Linked DNA regions of Mus musculus: all the other regions are linked to region 2. Evidence: chromatin contacts called from public ChIA-PET, HiChIP or PLAC-seq and promoter capture Hi-C data. All regions are on one chromosome and are shown on one strand. Each heading gives the region's core, a stretch centred on a gene start, on an enhancer-like site or on the middle of the called end of the contact. The rest is flanking DNA. Distances are from core to core; before and after follow the strand shown. Region 1 holds the start of Ppib (peptidylprolyl isomerase B). Region 2 holds the start of Rab8b (RAB8B, member RAS oncogene family). Region 3 has its middle 20 kb from the start of Gm39364. Region 4 holds the start of Dapk2 (death-associated protein kinase 2). Region 5 holds the start of Ciao2a (cytosolic iron-sulfur assembly component 2A).

The links. Promoter capture Hi-C pulls out the DNA fragments that hold promoters and counts their contacts. ChIA-PET counts read pairs in DNA pulled down with a chosen protein or histone mark. HiChIP or PLAC-seq counts read pairs in DNA pulled down with a chosen protein or histone mark.
Region 1: a contact with region 2 is called in a promoter capture Hi-C map of pre-B cells, with 6 times the contacts expected there. The contact joins the promoter of Ppib here to the promoter of Rab8b in region 2. A contact is called at or near these places in 10 of 39 promoter capture datasets (the C10 cell line, embryonic stem cells, erythroid cells and 5 more), 1 of 484 Hi-C or Micro-C datasets (pre-B cells), 3 of 115 datasets of contacts at active chromatin or transcription factors (bone marrow-derived macrophages, memory CD8 T cells and pancreatic cancer cells) and 1 of 9 other capture datasets (embryonic stem cells).
Region 3: an RNA polymerase II ChIA-PET map of memory CD8 T cells shows a contact between it and region 2, with 105 read pairs. The contact joins the enhancer-like site here to the promoter of Rab8b in region 2. A contact is called at or near these places in 2 of 39 promoter capture datasets (embryonic stem cells and pre-B cells), 5 of 115 datasets of contacts at active chromatin or transcription factors (effector CD8 T cells, embryonic stem cells, extraembryonic endoderm stem cells and 2 more) and 2 of 9 other capture datasets (embryonic stem cells and liver).
Region 4: an H3K27ac HiChIP or PLAC-seq map of acute myeloid leukemia shows a contact between it and region 2, with 4 times the contacts expected there. The contact joins the promoter of Dapk2 here to the promoter of Rab8b in region 2. A contact is called at or near these places in 3 of 39 promoter capture datasets (the C10 cell line, liver and stem cell-derived epiblast-like cells) and 2 of 115 datasets of contacts at active chromatin or transcription factors (acute myeloid leukemia and large pre-B cells).
Region 5: a promoter capture Hi-C map of pre-B cells shows a contact between it and region 2, with 12 times the contacts expected there. The contact joins the promoter of Ciao2a here to the promoter of Rab8b in region 2. A contact is called at or near these places in 16 of 39 promoter capture datasets (the 3T3-L1 cell line, 3T3-L1-derived adipocytes, the C10 cell line and 9 more), 7 of 484 Hi-C or Micro-C datasets (CD4 T cells, LSK cells, double positive thymocytes and 4 more), 11 of 115 datasets of contacts at active chromatin or transcription factors (the SCID.adh cell line, acute myeloid leukemia, astrocytes and 8 more) and 3 of 9 other capture datasets (adipose tissue, liver and macrophages).

The regions. Positions count from the first base shown.
Region 1 is chr9:66,058,430-66,062,951 of GRCm38.p6, reverse strand. It overlaps Ppib (peptidylprolyl isomerase B), which reads right to left and starts at 2,783. Exons shown (of 5, transcript NM_011149.2): 1 at 2,552-2,783; 2 at 1,372-1,485. The coding sequence starts at 2,686.
Region 2 is chr9:66,918,088-66,922,348 of GRCm38.p6, reverse strand. Rab8b (RAB8B, member RAS oncogene family) reads left to right here and starts at 2,644. Exons shown (of 8, transcript NM_173413.3): 1 at 2,644-2,839. The coding sequence starts at 2,716.
Region 3 is chr9:66,279,118-66,283,715 of GRCm38.p6, reverse strand. No RefSeq gene overlaps it. Among named protein-coding and RNA genes, the nearest start is that of Gm39364, 20 kb to the left of the region's middle. Within about 2 kb of position 2,130, at least 72 of the 459 cell types and tissues checked have an H3K27ac peak or open chromatin away from gene starts, as enhancers often do. A contact at or near this core is called in effector CD8 T cells, memory CD8 T cells and pro-B cells, where this site is marked.
Region 4 is chr9:66,155,989-66,160,275 of GRCm38.p6, reverse strand. Dapk2 (death-associated protein kinase 2) reads right to left here and starts at 2,050. Exons shown (of 12, transcript NM_010019.3): 1 at 1,936-2,050.
Region 5 is chr9:66,124,761-66,129,024 of GRCm38.p6, reverse strand. It overlaps Ciao2a (cytosolic iron-sulfur assembly component 2A), which reads right to left and starts at 2,414. Exons shown (of 5, transcript NM_026635.3): 1 at 2,055-2,414. The coding sequence starts at 2,178. It overlaps Snx1 (sorting nexin 1), which reads left to right and starts at 4,139. Exons shown (of 15, transcript NM_019727.2): 1 at 4,139-4,264. The coding sequence starts at 4,260.

The DNA of each region.
Region 1 (4,522 bases), core at 1,534-4,033, 860 kb after region 2:
GAAGGGGATGGCAGACAGGCGTGCACAGCCTCGCCCACAGTGCTTTCTGGTATAGATGCAGCATTTAATGTACCAAGGGAGGGACCAGCCACTGCAGGCCAACACAGAGCATACAGATCTAGAGGTGGGGGAAGCAGATCTCTCTACTGTTCTTGAATAATGTAACCCAGGCCATGAAATGCCATTTTCCCTCTGTGTTCTCTTAAGAGGTCTGGGGATATATCTCAGCCAGCAGTGTTTGTCCTAGCAGGAACACAGTCCTGGGTTCTACCCTTAGCACGGTATAAGTTGAGTGTGGTGGTGTGTGCCTGTTATCCCAGCACTCAGGAGGTAGAGGGAGGCATAATCAGAGGCTCAAGGTCACCCCTGGCTACAATCAGGTTCAAGGTCAGCCAGGGGCAGCATAAAACTGTCTCAGGAAAAACAAAATAAAACAGACAAGTTAAAATACAGAATTAATTAAACAGAATATATGTTTCCTTAAAAATTCCTTGTCATGGGCTGGTGAGGTGGCTCAGTGGATAAGAGCACCTGACTGCTCTTCCGAAGGTCCGGAGTTCAAATCCCAGCAACCACATGGTGGTTCACAACCATCCCTAACGAGATCTGGAGTGTTTGAAGACAGCTACAGTGTACTTACATATAATAAATAAATAAATCTTAAAAAAAAAATTCCTTGTCATATTCTTGGATCAAGTTCCTTGGACCCTTTTATTCTTTTTTAAAAACTGCTAACTCAGCTATGTATGTAGCGGCACAAGCCTTTAATCCCAGCAATTAGGAATCTAGGCTAGCCTGATCTAAGAGCAAGTTCCAGGACGACCAGTGTTAACCAACTCACTACTTCCCCCTCCCCCCCCCAAAAGCTCTTATTCCAAAACTTGTCATATCACATGGTCTAAGAACATTCAAATAAAAACTCAAAAAAAAAAAAAAAAATCAGATGTTAAAGTTTACTCTCTAAACATTGCAGCCACACAGTACCATGTTTGTCTATGTTCTCTCTAACATAAAACCACGTTAACACTTCAGTAGCCGCCACACCATTTGGCAGAGACAACTGTGAGGCTGCCAGATTTAGCACTGTGGATTATTATTCTATTATGACTAGCTGTAGGAAGCAGCAGGGGTTGGAAGAACCAGTCCAATCTCTGGGAAGTGCCAAACTGGGCAACTGAGGCTCTGAGTAAGTCACCGCAGTTCCAGGGCCTTCTCCAGAATTAAAGACTGGACCCCTTTATTCCCACTTAATATACAAAAATATCTCATCCTCAGGGAAGCCAGCTAATGAAGTCTGTCTACCACTACACACGGGCCACACTCTGAAGCCCCAGCTGCTCCCATCCCTACTGTGTGGGGTTAGCCACTTACCTCTCCTGTAGCTAAGGCTACAAAATTATCCACTGTTTTTGGAACAGTCTTTCCAAAGAGTCCAAAGACGACTCGTCCTACAGATTCATCTCCAATTTGTAAATCAAAGTATACCTAAGGAAAGTGAACAAGTCCAAGCTTAGCCTTCACAGGGGCCTTGGTAGAGGAGGGCCTGAGGAGTTACCCCATGAGTGAGAACAAAGCCTAAAGCTGTGGCTGAGTAGGGCAAAACCTTTGTACAAATCCAACAAACAGGCTGGAGAAACAGCAGCTGTTAAGAGCATCTGCTGCTTTCCCAGACCCTAGAGCTTCTGTTCTCAGCACCTAGATGGTGGCTACAACCATCTGTACACTTATGAAAGCTCTAGTAGTCTCCAACCCCAGTACTAGGGAGTACGAAATGGTGGGCCACTGCAGATAAGCCGTCCACCACTGAGCTAATAACCCCAGTAATTAATCTTGCTAAATTGTAGTCTCCCTCAAGTAGCTGGGAGTAATATATGCCACAGCACTTGGGTCCACCCCAAGAAAGGATTACAGACTGCCTTATGGCTTAGAGGAAAATTCGGTTGCGGCCAAGCCTGAAGACCAGAGACCAACGTGAATGGACTCCTGCAAACTGTCCTCTGACCTCTACGGTTGCACTGTGGTACCCGAGTCCCTCTCCCTACTAAGTAAATAATGTAACATTTTTTAAAAGTTTTCGTTCTCAAGACTATAGAATAGCAATCTGTGCTCTTTAAATGATTCCAGATTATAGAAACATACATTAAAAGGGGGACATACACAGGGAGATACACTGTGCTTGCAAGTTTAACTATATTTACTGTGTGTGCTACAAAACACACTAAACTGGAGAGACCATAGTAAAAGATTCGGCAATTCTGATCCATCACCATTTCCCAGCAATGCAGGGGATGTGCAAAGGGACCGTCCTAAGGATGTCCGTGCTGGCCGAAGCTGGGCATCCTGGGTCAGGGCGGGGGGCTGGGGGAGTCTGGGTTATTCTCTAGTCTGAGTAGATAGGGCGAGCCTGGCTTCAAGAGATCAAAGTCGACCCAAGGAAGAACTGAACAAGAACAAGGACGCTCAGGTCGGAACTACTGGGCCAGACCCGCTCCGGCTTGAGCCGGACCTAAGGCGGCGGAAGGCAGGCCTCGCTGGTGAGGGGAGCCCAGACCTTGACTGTGACTTTAGGTCCCTTCTTCTTATCGTTGGCCACGGAGGGTCCGGGCAGCAAAAGGAAGACGACGGAGCCCACGATGAGGGCGGCGGCGAAGAGCACCTTCATATTGCGCTCCGAGAGGCGCAGCATCCACCGGCAGCAGCAAGAGCGGTCGGGCAGCCCGGACCGGAAAAGGGTGTGGACGCGCAGCGTGCGCGTGGCCGCCCAGGCGTGGGGTGGACCCGGGGCCGCGGGCGGTCTCGTAGCGCCAGGAGCGCGCCACGTTCTCCCTGCGCAGCGACGCCGAGTGGTAGGCGCTGCCGGGGGCGGGGCTGCGGGTGGCTGCCACGTTACAGCCCTCTGATTGGGTATGTCAAGGCGGTGCGCAAAGGCAGCGTTGGGATTGGTATCAGAAAGAGAGACTACGCACCCCAGCGTGCCTTGCGACCCCACCTGCCCATCCAACTTTCAGACTTTTGTCACGGCGTGCAAAGACCAGTCGCTGCCAAATTTGGAGGTGGTCTTCAGAAGACTGGACACACTTAACCTTAGTACTAGGGGTTGAATTTAGCGGTTGAGCGTTACAGCATAGCCTTCTATATCTTCTATAATGCCTTGCTTGGGGACCGGGCGTAGTGGCTCACACCCGTCATCCCAGCACTGGGCAGGGTGAAGTAGGATGGTAAAAAGTTCAAGGCCAGCCTGGGCTACAGAGTGACTACTAGTTCTTTTTGGACTAGAGTGAGACCTTGTCTTAAAACGAACACGACCAGTCATGGTTGCACGTCTCTTTAATCCCAGCACCTTGGAGGAAGAAGCAGAAAGATTTCTGTGAGTTTAAGGCGGCTTCTATGTAGTTAGTTTCTGGCTATTAAGCATAATATAGTAACACCTATGCCCGAGAACAAAAAAGGGGTGGAGTCGAGGGGTGAAGAGATGGCTCAGTGTTAAGGTTCTTGCTCCACAATCATGAGGACCTGAATTTGGACCCAGCTCTAAAAGCAGATCATGGCCATACTTTATGACTCTAATCCTAGTGCTGTAGTGGTGCTGGACATAGGCGGGTCTGGTAGCCTTGCTTGCTTCCAGACTAGTTCTTTGATTGAGGTAGAGATCCTGTCTCAAAATGAAGGCCCAGAATGATAAGAGCTCTACACATAATGTGCATGCATTACACACACACACACACACACACACACACACTGCTTCCATTTTTAGTTTTTACTAATTTACTACTCATCTTTGTCTTGGAATCCTGTGCTTAACTGCTGTGTGCGCCTATGAAAGGATGCATTCTGTTGGATACTTTGGTATTTATCTTTTCCTTTTTACAATGTCTCATTGCATGTGAGTGGGTAGACACGTAGTTACCTGCATGTGGAGGGAGTTTATTCTCTCCTTACATCACAGGGACTCTGAGGGTTGAACCCATGTCCTTTGGCTCAGAGGCAGCAGGCAACTTTACTGAACCTGAGTTATCCTACCGGCTCCTGGTGTTAAATTTCTTTTCTTCGCACTTTGTTTTAGGAGAATGAGCCCTTGCTGCACATAGTCTTTACATAGCTCCCCTAGCCTGTCTCCAGGGCTCGGTGCTCAGCAGGTATTGGTTGGGGTGGCTTCACATTAACATAGAAGTGGAAAATAACATATACAAAGGTCTGTGGCTGACTGCCTTTTCTTTTTCATAGCTGCAGGTGCTTCCATGGGCTGTTTTCGGTTGTAACACACACTTGGTGTTGCTCCATTCTATAGTGCACACACTTTGGCGTTTGGAGTCTTACACTGTGCTGATTCCAGTGATATTTACCCTATAGGCTCGGGCATTTGAATGCTTGATCTCCAGTTGTGCTGCTGTTTGGGCAGGCTTAGAAGGTGGGGCCTTGTTGGAGGAAGCTCATCACTTGGTAGGATATGAGGTTTCAAAGCCCTGCACTATTCCTAGCTAGTGTTCTGCTTCCTGCTTCAGGTTCTGGATATGAGCTCTCA
Region 2 (4,261 bases), core at 1,395-3,894:
TATGTGTACCACATGTGGTACCTGTCTGTGTACCATGCCACATGTGTGCAGTGCCCAAAGGGGCCATAAGAGGGCATCAGGTCTCTTGGGACTGGAGGTCTCTTGGTGGTTGTGAGCCATCACATGGTTGCTGAGAACCCAACCAGAGTCCTCTTAAAGCAGTCAGTGAAACTTAGCATTAACCATTGAGCCATCTCTCCAGCATTCCTCCCACCAAAGTATATCAATAGATAAAAATCCTTAAAAAGAAGAGGGCCAATGAGGTGACTGAACACACAAATCTGATGACCAGAGTTTGATCCCCCAAATCTATGTAAACATGAAAGGAAAGAACAACCTCACAATATTTTCCTGATCTCTAAACATATGCCATGACACAAACCCTGCCCCCATTACATACATATACACAATAAAGATAAAAAATGATTTAAATTTAAAAATAAAGTTAGGAAAACTCCAATGGACTTTGAAGACTTCTTTCCTTCTGTTCAATGAATGAGGACCAAGGAATGGACCTGAGCCATGGACCATTCAGACCCTGGTGAAGCCCTACTCAGAGGCATGCTTCAGAATTTGGCTTGGGCAAAGAAGCTTGATTGATGCCAGAAGGCAGGGATCCCTTCTCCAAAGGGAACTTAGTCCTTCCTCAGAACCATGACTTTGAAGGCAGCTTTGACCTAAGGCATACTCTAGACATTAGATATTAAGTTGGCAAAAGTAGCTGCTGCCCTCTGGGCATTGTGTGATCAATAAGTATGAGCTAATGATACCTTTCATCTTCTCTCTACACTGGAAGTGATGGTCAATATTAGGAACAACTAAATTTTCTGCTACAATAGGACCAGACATGCAACATTGCTGATATTGTACATGAAGTCACAGGCATTGTTGAATCTTAGAAGAATTTGTCAATGTGTTCAATTAACTGTCCAGTTTTTTTATTATTATTCTAATGATTAACTCCACTGCTTCCTGTAACAACCTCTGCTAGAAGGTATTTCCTTGTCTCTAAGGTAAGTTTTGTCCTAGAGGGTTTTAGATAGTTTGTTGTCAGGCAGGGCCCCTTTAATACTCTTAAAAATGGAGGCATCCAAAAGAATTTTTGTTGGTGTGTGTGTATGTTAGGACAGTTGGTATTTAACATATTTTAAATTAAAACTGAAAAAGAAGCAGAGATGAGACAGAGACTTCTGACAAGATAAAGCTCCTGGTCCCCCTTAGCCACTCCTTCCTCATGATCTGGATAGTAAACCCTTGTCTCACAGGGGCTTGATCTGGCTGGGTTTCTGCCACTTGCAGATAAAAGAGCACTGAACAATAAAGAATTAGTCTAGGGTAATAAATAATGAAGGCTTGAATTGAATACATCAAAGTGCTATTTCCTCCCTTCCTTTTGCCACCCATTAATTGAAAGCCTCCTGAGGAGTGATAAATTTAAACGCAACTAACACCTACACTTCACAGCACCTTACCAAGTTTCAAAGTGCTTTCACACTCAGTATTTAATTTTCACTACAACCTATGAAGTAGTTTGTTTTTCATTCGTCTTTACAGATGAGAAAACTGAGACGTGTCAAGCCTGTGAGACTTCACACAGCTGTGAAGTGGCTTAGCAAAGACTAAATCCAAATCTAAATCTCTACATCTTCTATGGCCAAAGTTCCCGTCACCTGTCTCAGGTGGCGCTATTTTATAAGCTGTTCGTAGCACAAGCCTTCCCACATCTTTCTTCTCTTCTCTTCTCTTCTCTTCTCTTCTCTTCTCTTCTCTTCTCTTATCTTATCTTCTCTTCTCTTCTCTTCTCTTCTCCCTCTCTCCCCTCTCTCCCCTCTCCTCTCTTTCTTTCTTTCTTTCTCTCTCTCTCTCTCTCTCTCTCTCTCTCTCTCTCTCTCTCTCTCCCTCCCTCCCTCCCTCCCTCCCTCCCTCCCTCCCTCCCTCTCTCTCTCTCTCTCTCTCTCTTTCTTTCTTTCTTTCTCAAGAATTCATCCTCCCGCGGTGCGCGAGGCGGTATCTATGAAGCAGAGCCTCTAAAATGATCATCGCATTTGGCTGTGGCCTGTAGTTCAGAAGGCACAAGTGGGAATGAAATTAGCCCGCTAACATCACTCCTTGAGCTCTATAATTGAAGGGCTGTGGAAGGGGGCCTAGGAAATGGGCGGGAACGGGAGAGGCTGGGTAATACTCTGCAGCTAATTCACAGACTTCGTGAACCTTTGCATCTCCAAAGAAAGCTTGCCGAGCTCCGGGTTCAGGCAAGTAGATGAGCGAACTGCAGGACTTAGATTCCGAGGTCTTGGATTTGAAAGATGCCCATAAACAAAGAAACAACAAAGTCAAGTTCCCTTGGCAAAAGAAGAGGAGTTTGAAACGAAGCGTCTTTTCCCTGTAAGGATGGAAAGTCTTAACACACCACCCTACATCACTCAGATTTGTTATCCAGGGAGGTTGTTCGGACAGTTTGGGCGAGGCACGCCCGCGGCTCTCCCAGAGTACTACAAATCCCATAAAGCCTCGCGGGGCGGAGGGTGATGACAAGGCGCGGGCAGATTGGCTGGGACGGGGAGGAGCGAGCCTGTCGCCTCAAGAGGGTGGGGCGAGAGGCGGGGCGGGGCGCGGGTGGCTTGGCAGACACGCCCCCTCGCCAGAGGCCCCCCCTCCGCGCTGCTTTCCACCGCCTCCTTGCTCTTGGCGGTCAGAGAGGGCCGGAGTGAGAAGATGGCGAAGACGTACGATTATCTGTTCAAGCTGCTGCTCATCGGCGACTCCGGCGTTGGCAAGACCTGCCTCCTGTTCCGCTTCTCAGAGGACGCCTTCAACACCACCTTTATCTCCACCATCGGTGAGGGAGCGGCCGCGGCCCGGGACGGGAGCTGAGACGAGGGGGGCGGGTGCCTGGGGGCCTGGGAGAGGGCACGCGAGGGCTTGGCGACCGGAGAAGGGGACCCCGAAGGGCCGCGGAGAGGGCAGTGAGAGCCGGAGAGGCTGAAAGGGACGGATGGGGATGCGGAACTGCGGACGGACGAAAGGGAACCGGAGCAATCGGAAACCAGGGGTGTTGGGGACACGAGGGGGCTCCGGGGCGGCGGCGGCAGCGGCGTCCCAGAGGGACGGAGTCGGGGGAACACAGGAAATCGTACGGAAAGAGAAGGAGGGGAGGGAGAGTGAATACGAACGTGGGTTAGAAAGACAGGAAAGAGGAAGGAAATGTGAAGAGGGAAATGAAGGTTTGAGGACTCAAAGAGGGGCTTCAAATGAAGTAAAGGGGCAGAGGACACCAGGGACAAGAGAAGTGAGACTAGGAGGCGGTCAACAGGGAATTGAGGGGAATGACTGACTGAATGATCAGGAGGCAAGCGATAAAACGACATTGACTCTAAAGGTGTGAACAGAGATGCCAAGAGAAAATGCAGAAGATTGTAGGTGGGAGAAGGACTCAGGAGGACCCGAGGGCGACTTGAGGCTACTTGGTGGAGAAAGTGAAGGCGAGCTGAGTGTTAACTAGAAAGGAGAAGGGGAAGCAGGGGATGCAGTGCAGGGGTTGAGAGATCAGAGAGGAAATGGAAAACGCGGGGCTCAGGACTTTCCCTAGTAACTGGGAACGCTGGTTTCCATTTTCTCTTGACATCTTTGAATCGAGATTTAAAAAGTGACTAATGATGGAGTAATGTCTACGGGGTGTTAAAAATCTTTTGAGTGTTTATAGGAATTAAAGGGGCTGGGGACTTTGGGAGATGATGTGGTTAGAAGAAATTTATTGTTCACCGCCTTATTCCGTGTCTTGGGAAGCAGCAGTAAGTTTCTCAACTTTGTAAATTCTTGAGCTCGTGTAGTTGGTAACATCCAAGCCAAGTGATTGACTGTACATTCCGCCTGCCTCCCTGTGTAGTTTCCTTTGATTCTAATTACTTTGTAGGTGAATCATAACATACTGTATATTTCCCAATTACTTCTAATTGACTCAAGAAAAAAATTTCTCACTCTTCACTGGGAGCTGCTCTTGTATCTTCAGTAAAAGACATTGTGTGCAGGTAAACAGGATCTTTAAGTTGTAAACTGAAGAACACATCAAAACTGCTTTTAAACCTTCAGTAGGATGACCTTAACATTATTTCCTTTGTTAAATAGCTGCAGTCCAGTGGCCCACTCACTCATCAGCTTTTTGGTTGTCTGGCCTCTAATACTAGCTTATTTAAAGCATTTTTCAAATGGCTTTCCAGGTGATCCACAAGTAATGGGGAACTAGTGTGTTGACAATAAGTAT
Region 3 (4,598 bases), core at 881-3,380, 640 kb after region 2:
AAGGTCCTCCACTTCCTCATCTGCAAAGGTGGTAGGTAAGTCAGGGAAAGTACACACAAGAGATTAGAACAATGCCTTTGTATAACATGATAAACTCATGTCTTGATAAACATGAGTTCTCTTCCTAGGATTGCCTACTGATAACTTAGCTCTCCCCTGGCACTAGAGAAGGCAGCATGGTTGCTATGCAGGCTCAAGCCTTGGAAATGTTGAGGGAGAAGAAATTTATTTAGTGCCTGTATGTGTGTATTCATGTGGGTGAGCATGAATGTGTATGCATGCATGCACACATACCCATGCACATGTGCACATTATAGCAGGTGTGTGGAGGTTCAAGGGCAACTTTCGAAAGTCATTTCTCTCCTTCCACCATTTGGATCCTGGGCATGAGACTAAAGCTTGGCAGCAGGCACCTTTGCCCACTAATCACCTCACTGCCCTCTCCCCTTGTTTTTCCCAGCTGCTAAGGAAGAAATTAAAAGCTTGGCTATAGGGGAGAAGGAGTTCAAAAGCTGCTGCAGCCTCACAAGGAGCGTCAGGGCATCCCTAGTGCTACCCAGGGGTGCTCCGTCAAGCGAGTCTGCTCCTGGAAAGCAAAGCTCAGTCCCTGTCCCCATCCCCCACTCCCTGAATGAGTGAGAGCCAAATAGATAAGAAATTACAAGGAATAGCCCAGAAGTTGGGGGCACTCAGAAAAACAAATGATGAAGTTGGCCATCTGCCCTTAAAAAGGGATGACTATGCGCCTACTAGTCCCTCATCCCTACCATCAGAGTAGCATCTTCCATTGTAAATCTTTTCAAGGATGCAGAACCTGGGTTAGAAAGATGGCTCAGTGGTTAACAGAGCTGACTGTTTTTCCAGAGGACAAGGGTTCAATCCTTGTAGCTCTCACTACTGTCTGTAAGTCCAGGTGGTCTGATGCCCTCTTCTGGCTTCTGTGGAAACTGCATGCACATGGTGCACACTTATGTGCAGACAAAACAGCAATACACATTGGGGGGTTGAGGTGGGGGGAGATGCAGATGTGTTAGTTTGATTTCTGTTGTTTTTTTTTTTTCACTTTTTAAAAATGAGAACAGTGGGTTTTTTTTTTTAAGGTGTATTTATTTTATTTCTATGGGTACACTGTGGCTGTCTTCAGACACCAAAAGAAGGCACCAAATCCCATTACAGATGGCTATAAGCCACCATGTGGTTGCTGGAAATTGAACTCAGGACCTTTGGAAGAGTAGTCAGTGCTCTTAACTGCTGAGCCATCTCTCCAGTCACCTGTTTGCTTTTGTTTTAAAACAGTAATATAGCTCAGGCTAGCCTAAATTCACAACTCACTATGCAGCAAAAGATAACCTTGAATTCCTGGTCCTCTTGTTTCTGGCTCCAGAGTGCTAGGATTGCAGGCATGCACCAGCGTGTATGGTTTATGCAGTGCTGGGGCCTACGAAAGACCTCAGACTACCAACTTTCCACTGCTGTGACAGAAGGCCTATGATAATCAACAGAAAAAGAAGAAAGGATTATTTGGGCTCACAGTCTGGGAGGTTTAGGTCCATGGCTGCTTGCCTCTGCTGCCTTGGGGGTCTGTGGTGAGACATCATGACAGAAGCTGCTCATATATGACATCTAGAAAGCAAAAAGACAGAAATATTTGGGCATGGTATACACCTGGGTTCCCAGCTCAGGGGAGGCTGAGGCAGGAGGGTTGCAAGTTCAAGGCCAGCCTGGGCTACATAGTGAGCCCTTGTCTCTGAATGCAAACAAAACAAATGCCAACCCCCCTGGAAGCCTTAGTTTCCTAAGCTTTCTCAAGATGGCTGTGAGAACAGAAGGCAATAAAGACCTGGTGTGAGGCAGATGCTTCTAGAATGCAAACCACAGGGTGGGGGCGGGGGGAGTGGAGAGGCACAGGCAGACCGGCAAGAAGGCAGCAGCTGCTGCTGCTCTCTAGCAAGGCTCCTTTGCATTTGGCCGTAGGCAGCTGAAGGGGCCAGACAGGCGGAAAGCGAAGGTGCTTTGCAGCTGGGCAGTGAGGTTTCTTAACCAACCGAGCTTCACAGAATGTTCAGGATGTGGGCCGGCCCCCAGCATGCACTGGGGAAAACCAAAGGACGAGAAACAAGAGGCATGTCACGTCAAGGGCCTTGCTCATCACATATCACATGTCACCAGAGTGGTTGGCAGAGGCAGCAAACAACACCATGGGAACTCCATCTCCTTCTTCCATTTGCTCCATCCAGCCTACTCACTGATGAATTTATGTTTTACGCTAGTCCATAAAGCACAGTTGTTAGGACAGAAGCCACTTTCTGAGTGCAGTACACTAAGTGCCGCCATGCTTTAGCTAATCCAACCGAATAGTCATAGGAGCCCTGCGGGGAAGATATTGGCATGCCCCCGTTTTACAAATGGGAAAGCTGAGGCCCAATACCTTGGTAAATAAATAAATAAATAATCACCCAGCTAAGAAGATGTCAGAAATGTCATTCAAACTCTGAGACCTAACCTGACTCTCAGGCCAGGGTTTTCAGATCAGTACCGTGGACCTAGGCTAGAAGACATTTTCATATTTTCTTTTTTCTTTTTTTTTTCCCCCTTGAAACCGGTCTATGTAGCCCTTGCCAGAACATACTATCTAGACCAGGCTGATCTTGAACTCACAGAGATCCACCTGCCTCTGCCTCCTAAGTACTGACATTAAAGACACATGCCAGCACATCCTGCTGGGAGACACTTTCTAGGGAAAAGAGGTAAGTACCTACAGGCTTTGGAGGAGCAGGAAAGCCCACCTCCTGGGCCAGTGTCCAGTGAGGAGGGGGTAAGAGACATTGCCTACCATCACCCAGCAGTGGGCATGGAGAGAGGCACTACACCCCTCCATCAGTGCCCTTCTCTCAGTAGAGACCTCAGCTGCCTCCTAGCAGTTTGGGGGAAAACCAATTGTGCCCTAGGCTCTAAGGCACTAAGCCTTAGGTATAGACAATCACAATTTATCCTGGTCCCCCCACCCCCCTCGATCTAGGGATGTGCATGCAGACCAAGAAAGGCTTTGCTGTGGTTTCAGAATGTCTGTGCTCACTTCCTGTAAAGACATATGCAAATTACTTTTCTCATTGCTGAGACCTAACACCTGGTCAGAAGCAACTTAAAGCTAGGAGGCATGGTGGCTCACACCTCTGTGAGTCTGGGAGCAGCTTGGTCTATATTGTGAATTAATTCCAGACCTGCCTGCCAGGGCTACCTAGTGAGACCCTGTCTCAAAAGAAAAAAAAGAAAAAGGAAGGAGAAGAAATAGAAGAAGGTCTATTTTGACTTACAGTTGGGATACAGTGCATCGTGGCAAAGGCATACAAGCAGGAGTGTGAAGTGGCTGGCCACACTGTGTCTGCTGTGTGGAAGCAGAGGCAGACAGATGCTGGGGTTCAACTAGATCTCTGTTTGTTATGTAGTCCAGAACCCTAGCCCCATGAATAGCATCCACAGCTGCAGTGGGATTCTCCAGCTTAGTTAACCTAAACTAGAATCTCCCTCACTGACACGCCCAGATATTTGTCTGGAGGGGATTCTGGATCCTGTCAACTTGGCAACTTCAACTCTCGAAGTATCTTTCTGCCTGATGCTCTCAGTTGAGTAAACATTGTAAAGTAGTTTTGCCTCCCCCTGGACAAGTATTAGGATAAAGGACAAAAAAGCCTGGTCTGTTTAAAATACTCAACCTGTTGGAAAGGTGAGAGGTGTGGCCCTGCCCTTCCCCCACAGAGGCCTGGGCTGAAGTACCAAGAACCCTGTGGAGACATCATAGCTACTCCTGGCCCAGAGGAGCCACCCAGGCATCAGGCCAGTGCCCTGGGTATTTTCAGCTTCCAGCAGCATCAGCAAGGTCTGAGAGCCATGAGCCTTATTGTATTTCAGGTGACCTAGGCACCTGGCCAGCAGCACAGCCAGGGAGTGCTGTCTTTATGCCCTTGTCTGGGCCTTTCTTCTTTCCTGCCAATCTGCATAACCAGGCCATGGGAAGGGCTGCAGAAGGAGCATCTGCTAAGCTCAACAGGCACCAGAAATGGGTGAAAAGAGAGACAGGCAACTTCAGATGCCACTAAAATGCTTGAGAATCAACTTGGGACTCTCCAAGAACTCCATCCTTCACTTGGTCCTCCACAAACACCCTAACAAATGCTTCTTTCTAAACAGCATGCCATGGGGTAAGGTGACCAGAAGTCCAGTCCTGTACTGGACATCCCTAGATTTGCCACTGTTGAGAACAGTTCTTCTCTGAGGAATATAAACATCTCTTCCCACTTCATAAGTCCCCAAAGGCAATCACGGCACAGTTCCAACCACATTCACTCTGGTGAACAAATGAGTTTATTGGGCTTTCTCACAGAGCACAGCTGAGGCTTACTGGCAGAATAGTGGCTGATCTTGAAGCAGGGACACTGCCAAGTCTTTGCCAAGCTTAGGTGATGACTTTCCAGAGTCACCTCGACGGGACGTCTTTCAGTCTTCCTCAGCTTATATACCATCGGGAACTTCATGCCTCATGCAATTAAGGTAGAATTGCATACAGCCAGCTGGGAGGTGTGGATGGTATCAGGGAAGGT
Region 4 (4,287 bases), core at 801-3,300, 760 kb after region 2:
GAAGAGCAGCCAGTGCTCTTAACCACTGGGTCATCTCTCCAACACCCTAAGAAAGATCTTTCTTATAAGTAAGATGACATATGTGAAATGCTTTTGGAGCCTCACTAAGGCAAAGGGTGTAATATTCTCACCTCTGTCCCCTAGGGAGTAGCTAACATAAGCAGGTACTATAAGGTAATATAAGATGGTAATTTCCAGTTAGGGCCCAGGCTTCTTGCTCATGGCTACAGCTCAGATACTCCATACGAAATGAAACACCCGTGGCAGCTCATCACCCTCCCATCACACCTCCACAAGAGCAATTCTCATTTCAATTGATAAATTCTCAGAGTCAAGTGCAGTAACTCGAAGGTAGAGTTATAACCACCAATTTTGAGAAGCTGAAAACCACATATCAGAGGCAAGGCACATGACTATGCCTTTTGACCCGAGACTCAGGCTACCTTGCAAAGATGACACCCATCTGGATGTGAACAATCCTCCCAAGGGGGCCCTGGGAATTCTCCTTCCTACCCATGGCCTTAATGGCAAGCAACACTCTAGGAGGTAACATAGACCTCCTGGGACCCCACAGAAAGGGACCTCCCAGTTACCTTTCCAGTTTACTCTCTTCCTCAGAAGTCAGCAGGCTGAGGAAGTGATACAGAGCACTCCCATCCCACGGTATCCTTGCTGTGGACTGGGGTTTGGGGTAAAAACTTAACATTGAAACAAAAGTCTGAACCCACTGGGATCGGGTCTAAGTCACTTGTTAGACAAAAGGAGAAATCTGAGGTCCAGAGAGGGAAAGGGACCTTTCCACCATGGCACAGCTAGGCCATCAAACTTCCCAGGGCTTCTCTTGATACCCACACAACTCCTCCATGGATGGCTCAGGACTGGAAAGCCAGTGGCTTCTGGGAGAACAGTTCCAAGGAGAAGGTGCCCAAGTTTGGCAGGGACAGGCAGTGGTTTGGAACACGTGCGCACATACACACACACATGAAGAATCCTCAGACTCAGGTCTGGGGAAACTGCCAGCAGTGCCAGCAGAAGGGAGGAGACTCTAGCATCACAGAACCCCTTTGGATGATCCCTGATAAGGATGTTGGGGCTCAGAAGGTCAGCCACCTCCCTGAGTTGACATGAGAAAAACTCAGTCTTTTAATAAAAGGTTCAGCTTCTTTGGGCAGCCGGACTGTTTGCCCCCCACATCTAACAGAATAGAAGGCTCTAGAGAAGCTGTCAGGGTTGGCTGGTTTATTCCCTCCAGCAGGTAGTTTGTTGTCCCGGGGCAACAGATACCCACCCATTCCTGACACTTCAGTCAAGCCTCCAAAGACAGCTACTGGTCTATCAATACCATGACTTTAGATGCCAAAAACTTAACCGGCGGGCAGGTGGAGACAGGGAGGGCTTTGAACCCAACTCTGAAGCAGTCAAGGTACCAGCCACTTTTAGTCAACAAAATTCCCCTAGGATGCCAAGCCAGTTAGTTGGGAACTAGTGTCAGAAACCAAAAGAGCTGCCCCCAGCTACCTTTAGATGACAGGGAACCAGGGAGTGTCCCTCCACCTGCCCGCAGCTGTTAGGCCACACTGGAGGTTCATTTCACAGGAAGCAACCTCCCGGGCTGAGGCGGGGAGGAGGAGGTGTGAGCCCACAGAGGCTGGGCTTGTTTCTCTCCTATTGGGGACTTTTGAGGGGGCCAAACTTGATGCATGGTTGTTTCCATTCTCCTGCCCAGATGTCAGGCCTCTGTCCGTCAATCCCCATCCCGTCTCTGGGACCAGAGTGTCAAGCTTAGGAGGCACCCCGAGGTAGTAGTAGCCTGCAGACTGGCCTCCGGGTGCCGTCCCAGCGCACAAACCACAGAACGGCTATATCCTAGACAGGCAATGCCCGACCACCCCAGCCACTGCTGCCGTCGAATCCCGCGGCCCGGGCGCTACTCACGGCGAAAGGCTGCGCTGCATGTGCGGAGAGCTGGACGTGCACCGGGGCGCGGCGGGGTGCGCGGCGCTCCGCTCTGCTCTGCTCCCTGCGCCCGGCGTCCGCCCGCAGAGCCGCCGAGGAGCAGAGGGGGCGGAGCGGCCAGCCCGGTCCCAGGCGCCGGCTGGAGGCGCGCCCGGACACTCGGCCCGGAGCTCGGGGCGCCCCCTGCTGGAACCCCCGCGGGACCGCCCCGAGGTGAGGACTTGGATGCTCGTCCCTTCCCGCCCTGTCTCTCACATGCTGTGCCACCTGGAACGAATCAACTTGAGTAAGCTAATGATCAACGCACTTCACAACCCAGCACAATTGCCAGAAAACAGAATTTCTCTGCCCTTCGTCCCCACCCACGCACACCCTGACTGATCAGATTCTCTGGGGACCTCGCTCCACACAAGGGTAGGAAGCTCTCATGTGCCCCACTCATTCCCGGCCCAGCTTGAAGACTGCCCATATTTGCCTATTACCACGCCAACCCTGGCACCATTCTTGAGTGTAGTCCGTGTATCACCATTAAGCCTGTCTTAATGAAGGACTTGGGAGTTGATTCTCCCTTCCTTTTGCAAATTATCAGAAGGAGAAAATATCAGTGGTAGCGTTGGTGGCTGGAAACAAAACTGAAGTTCAATGGTCTCCATTCAAGACCAGAGACATTTTAAGGATGGCCACCTAGAGCCTCCAGCCCTAAGTCACTGTGACAGCTAACACTGTCAATGTGACTGGATTTACAATCAGGAGATAAACCTCTGGGTATGCCTATAGGAATTTCTAGATTGTGTTTCCAGAGCTTTAGTGAGACCAGCCCTAGATGTGCACAGCAATGGTCCACGGGCTGGGGTCCAGGAATTAAAAAAAAAAAATCGGTGAGGAGAAACTGGCTAGTGAGGGCTGCTCTTCTCTGACCATTGCTGCAATATCTGGGACAGCCTCCGGGAAGATCCCAGACCTTTGCGTGTGACCTTTCAGATCTGTGCAGTTTAGAGGGCTCTCTGTGAACAGAGAACCAGGATTCACCTCATATTTCTCTCTCCCTCCCCCTCCCCTTCCCCTCCCCCCCCTTCCTGAGGCTGGGCACAATGTACCCAGCTGCGCCACGCTCCTGCTGCCATGATGGACTATACCCTATACCTTCTAACTGTGAGCCCGTTCTTGAGTTGCCTCCCCCACCCCTTGAGTACTTTCTCACAGCAACAAGAAAAGTAGCACAGATCCCCCCTTAGGGATCCTCCCTAGAGCTAAGGATGTAAGATTCTGAGTCATGGGTGTAGTCCAAAGTCCTGCCCTATCATCCATGTGTGGTCAGCCACCAGAAAGTGGGAACAACAACCCTTCTGGTAGCTTCCAGTGAAGTCCTGAGTAGCACTGGCGGAGGGTGACATGTGAAATGTGCCCAAGGAGCACACTACCCCTCAGCCTTTTCAACACCAGGAACCCTGAAAATGCCACTGAGTACCGCCCAACTCTCTCATTGTGTCTTGAACAGTCTCAGGGAAGATCCCAGACCTTCACTTGCGTGTGACTTTCAGGTTTGTGCAGGTTCTGGGGTTCTCCTCAGAATAGCATGCTAGAGAGAAGTAGCTACCATCTGATGGCTTCTGAAGTCAGTGGACAGAGGGAAGGACACACACACACACAGTGGCCACCACAGTAGCGAGGTCCCTCATCCTCCAACCAGCCCCAGATACCTCCTCCCCCATTTTTAAGTCTGTTGCTGTGTGACAAACCATCCTAGCCTTGCTGATACAAAACACAAATTTCATTATGCTCCTGCATTCCTGGAGTCCACTCTCTTAAAGCCACTCTACTCTGAACCCTGCCACCTCAGTTCAATTCTTTCTTGTCATTTTCCCTGACCATGTCGTAACTATGATTAAGGTTCACTTTCAACAAGAGCAAAACAACATCTTGTCCATTTTGATCTCCATAGATTGCATGCTATCCCAAACCTAATTACTAAAGGCATGCTAGGTTGAGCACGTAAAAGCATGTTAGGTTGAGCATGTAGGTAATGGCACGGGAAGAAACCACAGCTGTCCTCTATCCTGTAGGACTTTCTGCAACAGAACATATGACAAAAGCCACATAAGGAAGGAAGTTCGTTTGGTTCACAGTTCAAGGGCATGGTCCATCAAAGCAGCAGGGCAGCAGGCAGCAGGGGCACGAAGCAGCTGATCACACACACACACACACACACACACACACACACACAAAGAGCTTCCTCCACTCTCTTTTGCCTTTTTACTCAGTCGGGAACCCCACGCCCATGGAATGGTACCACTCACATGTAGAGTGGGTCTTCCCCCTCAATTAACCCAG
Region 5 (4,264 bases), core at 1,165-3,664, 790 kb after region 2:
AATCCTGAAATTAAACCTCACCTCTTACCCCTTACTGAACACCTCTAGCTTTCTAGTGATTTGAGAAGTTTGATTTTTTTAAAAAGATATCAAGCTTGTTCTCACATTACTCTCCTAATTTCCTCTCACCCACAACTAAGTTTTTGTTGCTCTGTATTGACATGAAGGTCTGCTCTTCCAGAGGACTTAAAATCAGTTCTCAGCACCCACAACTGGCAATACACAACCTCCTGTAACTCCAGCTTCAGGGAGACCCAACACTTCTGGCCTCCATGGACACACACAGACTTAAAATTAAAAACAAACAAACAAACAAACCTCTTTTTTAATACTTAAAAAGATGATTCATTTATATTTAAAAGTTTCAATGGGTGGTGGTGGTGGTTGCGAGATGATTCAGTGGGAAAAGGGGCCTGCCACCAAATAAGCCTAACCTCCTGGGTTTCCATCCCCAGGAGCCACTTGCTGGAAGGAGAAATCTAACGCCAGCAAGTTGTCCTCTGACTTCCATATTTGCACTATGACTTGCATGTGTATGTGCAAACATGCACAAAGTAACTAAATGTAATAAAAGTGATTTGAAACTTCAGTATTCAATTCCAGTCTACAGTCTAAAGAAACAGCCTACCACACCTCCACCTGCAGTCACCATCAGGTGCCTCCTTCTGGATAGCCAATTCTGTCTTCTCATCTCCATATTTTACTCTAGTTTCTTCAGCGTATGCGACCTCTGACATATCCAAACTACTCTTCAAGACCTACCCAAGTAACTGTCTAACATCATCACAGATGTTTCTAGTCAATTTCTCTTTCCTCTGCGTCTCCATACCTCCTACTTAAGCTCATGACCTCTGACTGCATTTTGTATTTTTGCATAAGTGGGTGTCATTCAATGCAAACTTGAGGACTAGAATCATCTCTCTTGAAGAGTTGTATTTCTGGTCCCCGGAAGTTTCCAGACGCTATATGCAGAGGTATGGTAGGATGGGAATGTTTTGTGGAGATAGTACAGTAGCAATTATCTTCTGCCTGGGGTTAAGTCAGCCTTGCCTCTCTACCAAGAGATAAGGGAACCTGATTAGCTCCCGGGCCATTCCATCTTTGGAATCCTTCTTCCTGGCCTATAATTCCACCTAAACTGTATCTGTAGGAGCATCTCTCTTAGTGCTACATCTTGGCCTTTTTGTTTTCAAAAAAATAGGGCTAGTGGTGGAACACACCTAATTTGTATGAGACTCTGGATTTTCTCCCCAATCCTGATAAATAATACTACAAATGGTCAACGGAGGGAAGAGAGGGGCTGGGGAGGTAGGGTCAAGAGTGGAGAAGGAAAGAGGGAGGGAGGGAGGTGGGGGAGGAGAGAGAGAGAGAGAGAGAGAGAGAGAAACACGAACAAGCATTACATTTTCAATCACAAGTTTGGTTTTTTCTGTTTCTTACTGACAATATGACCCTCTGGGTACTTGTTAAACAACCCACTCCCCATCTGTACAATGAAGACAGTCCCTCAAAGTGGAGAGTCTCTGAGTGAATACACGAACACACTTAACTGTGTAAGAAAATTGTAAATTTAAAGCCTCTCGCTGAGATATCTATCCCTACCTCTTCACTTCCTATTGATTCTGTCACACAAGAGAGTTGCTATGACCTTGGGCCAGTCCCCAACTCGGCCATTACCAAACAGTGACCTCAGTTATGGCGGGAGGAACGCAAGTCCAGGAACTAAAGAAGGAAAGACTCTTGAGTAGTGAAATCTTCGGCATGCTTTGCTTCTTGATCACTGTAGGCTCATTCTGCCCACATCCCTTGACACTGTCCCTAGAGCTGTAGGCAGTCCAGGGTAACAAAGCGTTTATGAGTTCCTGGCTCAATTTCGCTCCAGGTTTAGAAATAGCCCGACATTGCTGTGTGACTTAGGACCCGGAAGAACATGCTTCCCTCTAAGTCTGGTAAAAACCCCAAGGGTCCACTCCAGCCCAAGGGTGAGGCCCTCCTCCACCCCCTCTCCAATGCCGCCTCTCAAACACCGTCAAATAGTGCCCTGGGTAAATTACCATAAACTTCTAGCGCTTTCTCTTCCATGATCCGGGGCTGCCAGGCAGCTCCGTGCTCAGAAAAGCCTGAGAGCCATAGGACCCTGCTCAGCGTCCAGGAAAGCAGCCCAGACACTCGCTCCATCCTCACGTTCCGCCATCCCTGGCGACTGTCCCAACCGAGCCACCGTCTTTCCGCAGCCGACCTCGAGAGAGAACTTCCTGGTCTTCAAATAAACCAAGACATGTGTAAAGGTTTAGGGGAGCAGAGAATAGGCGGGACTCAAAACTGCAACGCGAAGGACCTAGGGAAATTAGCTGTAAAGACTACATGTCCCAAGATGCTCTGCTCGATTTAGAAGGCACAGAAAAATCCTTACGGCCCGTTAGGCGCATTGCATGCTGGGATGTCTAAGGGGCGTTAGCGGAGCGGCGGCGAAATGTATATGGGGCTTGTAGTCTTAGCCAGAGGATCGTGTAACGGACTGTTATACGTCACCAAATGCCCCACTCAGTTCCTAGGAAGAACTAAAGATGAATCCTAAAGAGGTAGGGGAAAGGAGATCAAGGTTACTACTACTGGAAGATATTCTAGAACGGAGACTCTACAGCTATTTCTCAGAGGAAGCCACTTCCAAACAAATTTTTCTTACTTTCTGACCAGGCCGGAAGTGGATTTCCTTTGCGGTGAAAGGGGTTATTTTGGAAGACCAATGTTGATAGGCATGCCTACGGACAGGGAAGGCTTAGTTTTCTTATCTCCTAGAAACTTAGTTTAGTGCAGCTTCTCTCCATGGGGAGGATTTCTATCGACCACCACCCAAATTACAGCGAGAGAACTTTATCTGTGTTCACTATGTAGTAATGATAACGGAGATGAACATCCTAAAAAAGCATTTCTTAACCTTTTTTTTGTGTGTTCATGGCTGTGATGGGTGCCAGTTACAGAGTTGATTGTGTTTCCACCTCAAATATTTATTAGACACTTAATTTGCCATACACAATGTGTATGCAGGAATAAAAGTTACAAACTAAGACACTCTCCTGACCTTCAGGCAGTTTACTTTATCTGTAAGGGAATCCACCCCTAATGTTGAGTTTGCAGTTGTAAACAGCCAACTTTGCTAGGCCTGGTGGCTCATGCCTGTAATTCCAGCACTTGGGAGGCCGAGGGAGGAGCATTGAGTTTGAGGCCAGCTTTGGACACAGAATTTCAGGCCTGCCTAAGGTGGTTTCAACCAGAAAAGCAAACCACCTCTGTTGGTGTTAGTGGCAGGTTTCAGCTCCTTGAAAGGATCATCTTGCAAATTAGTCCGTGATAACATAACCTATGTTATCTTTAAACTCTAGTTGACTTCGACTCACCAACCTGTGATTAAGTTCCGGGAACTTTTTTTTTTTTCGAGGCAGGGTTTCTCTGTATAGCCCTGGCTGTCCTGGAACTCACTCTGTAGACCAGCCTGGCCTTGAACTCAGAAATCCACCTGCTTCTGCCGCCCGAGGGCTGGGATTAAAGGCGTGTCACCACGCCCGGCTATAACCCAAAATTCTTAAGGACCGAATTTAATACACGGAAATCTCCCCTTTGTGTGAAGCCTGGCTTCTCAAAAAATCGATAACTTCTTTTTATTGTTGCACACTGTAACACTGAGTGTGTTTAAATTGTTGACTTACAAGACTGCCTCATTAAACTGTGAGCCAGGAGCTTTTGTGTTTGTATTTGAAACGCACAGTAAGGTGCCAAGCTCACAGTGAATGCTCTGTATATGTTAAATGAATTAATGTCCAAAAACTAAGTGGCAAAACTTCCTGCAGTCGTTTCAGCCCTCAATCAAAAATATTTATTGAATCTCTCAGAGAACACTGTGCTTGGCATGAGCAGGTGGCATGCAGAGGTTTTCAAACATTGTTAGTCACAGACTTTATTCAAACAGAACCTTAGAAGCGTGACAGATAGAGCCATGCAGGGCACAAAGACCCGGAGGAACTCCTCAGCCTCTAGCTCCTCCTCTGCCTACTTGGCCCGCCCCAGTGCAGCCTTGCGGTTCAGTGCTTGGATTGGCTGAGCAGCAGCCCAGGCCCCGCCCTAGGTCCCTCCCCCAGGTTCCGCCCCGATGGTCCCTCTGGGTCCATAACGGCCCTCGCGCACCTCACACGGCTGGAGCGCTTTGCTCGCGGCACTGTCTATAAAGTTGTTGTTGCTGCTTCCGCCACGGGTGGAGGAAGATGGC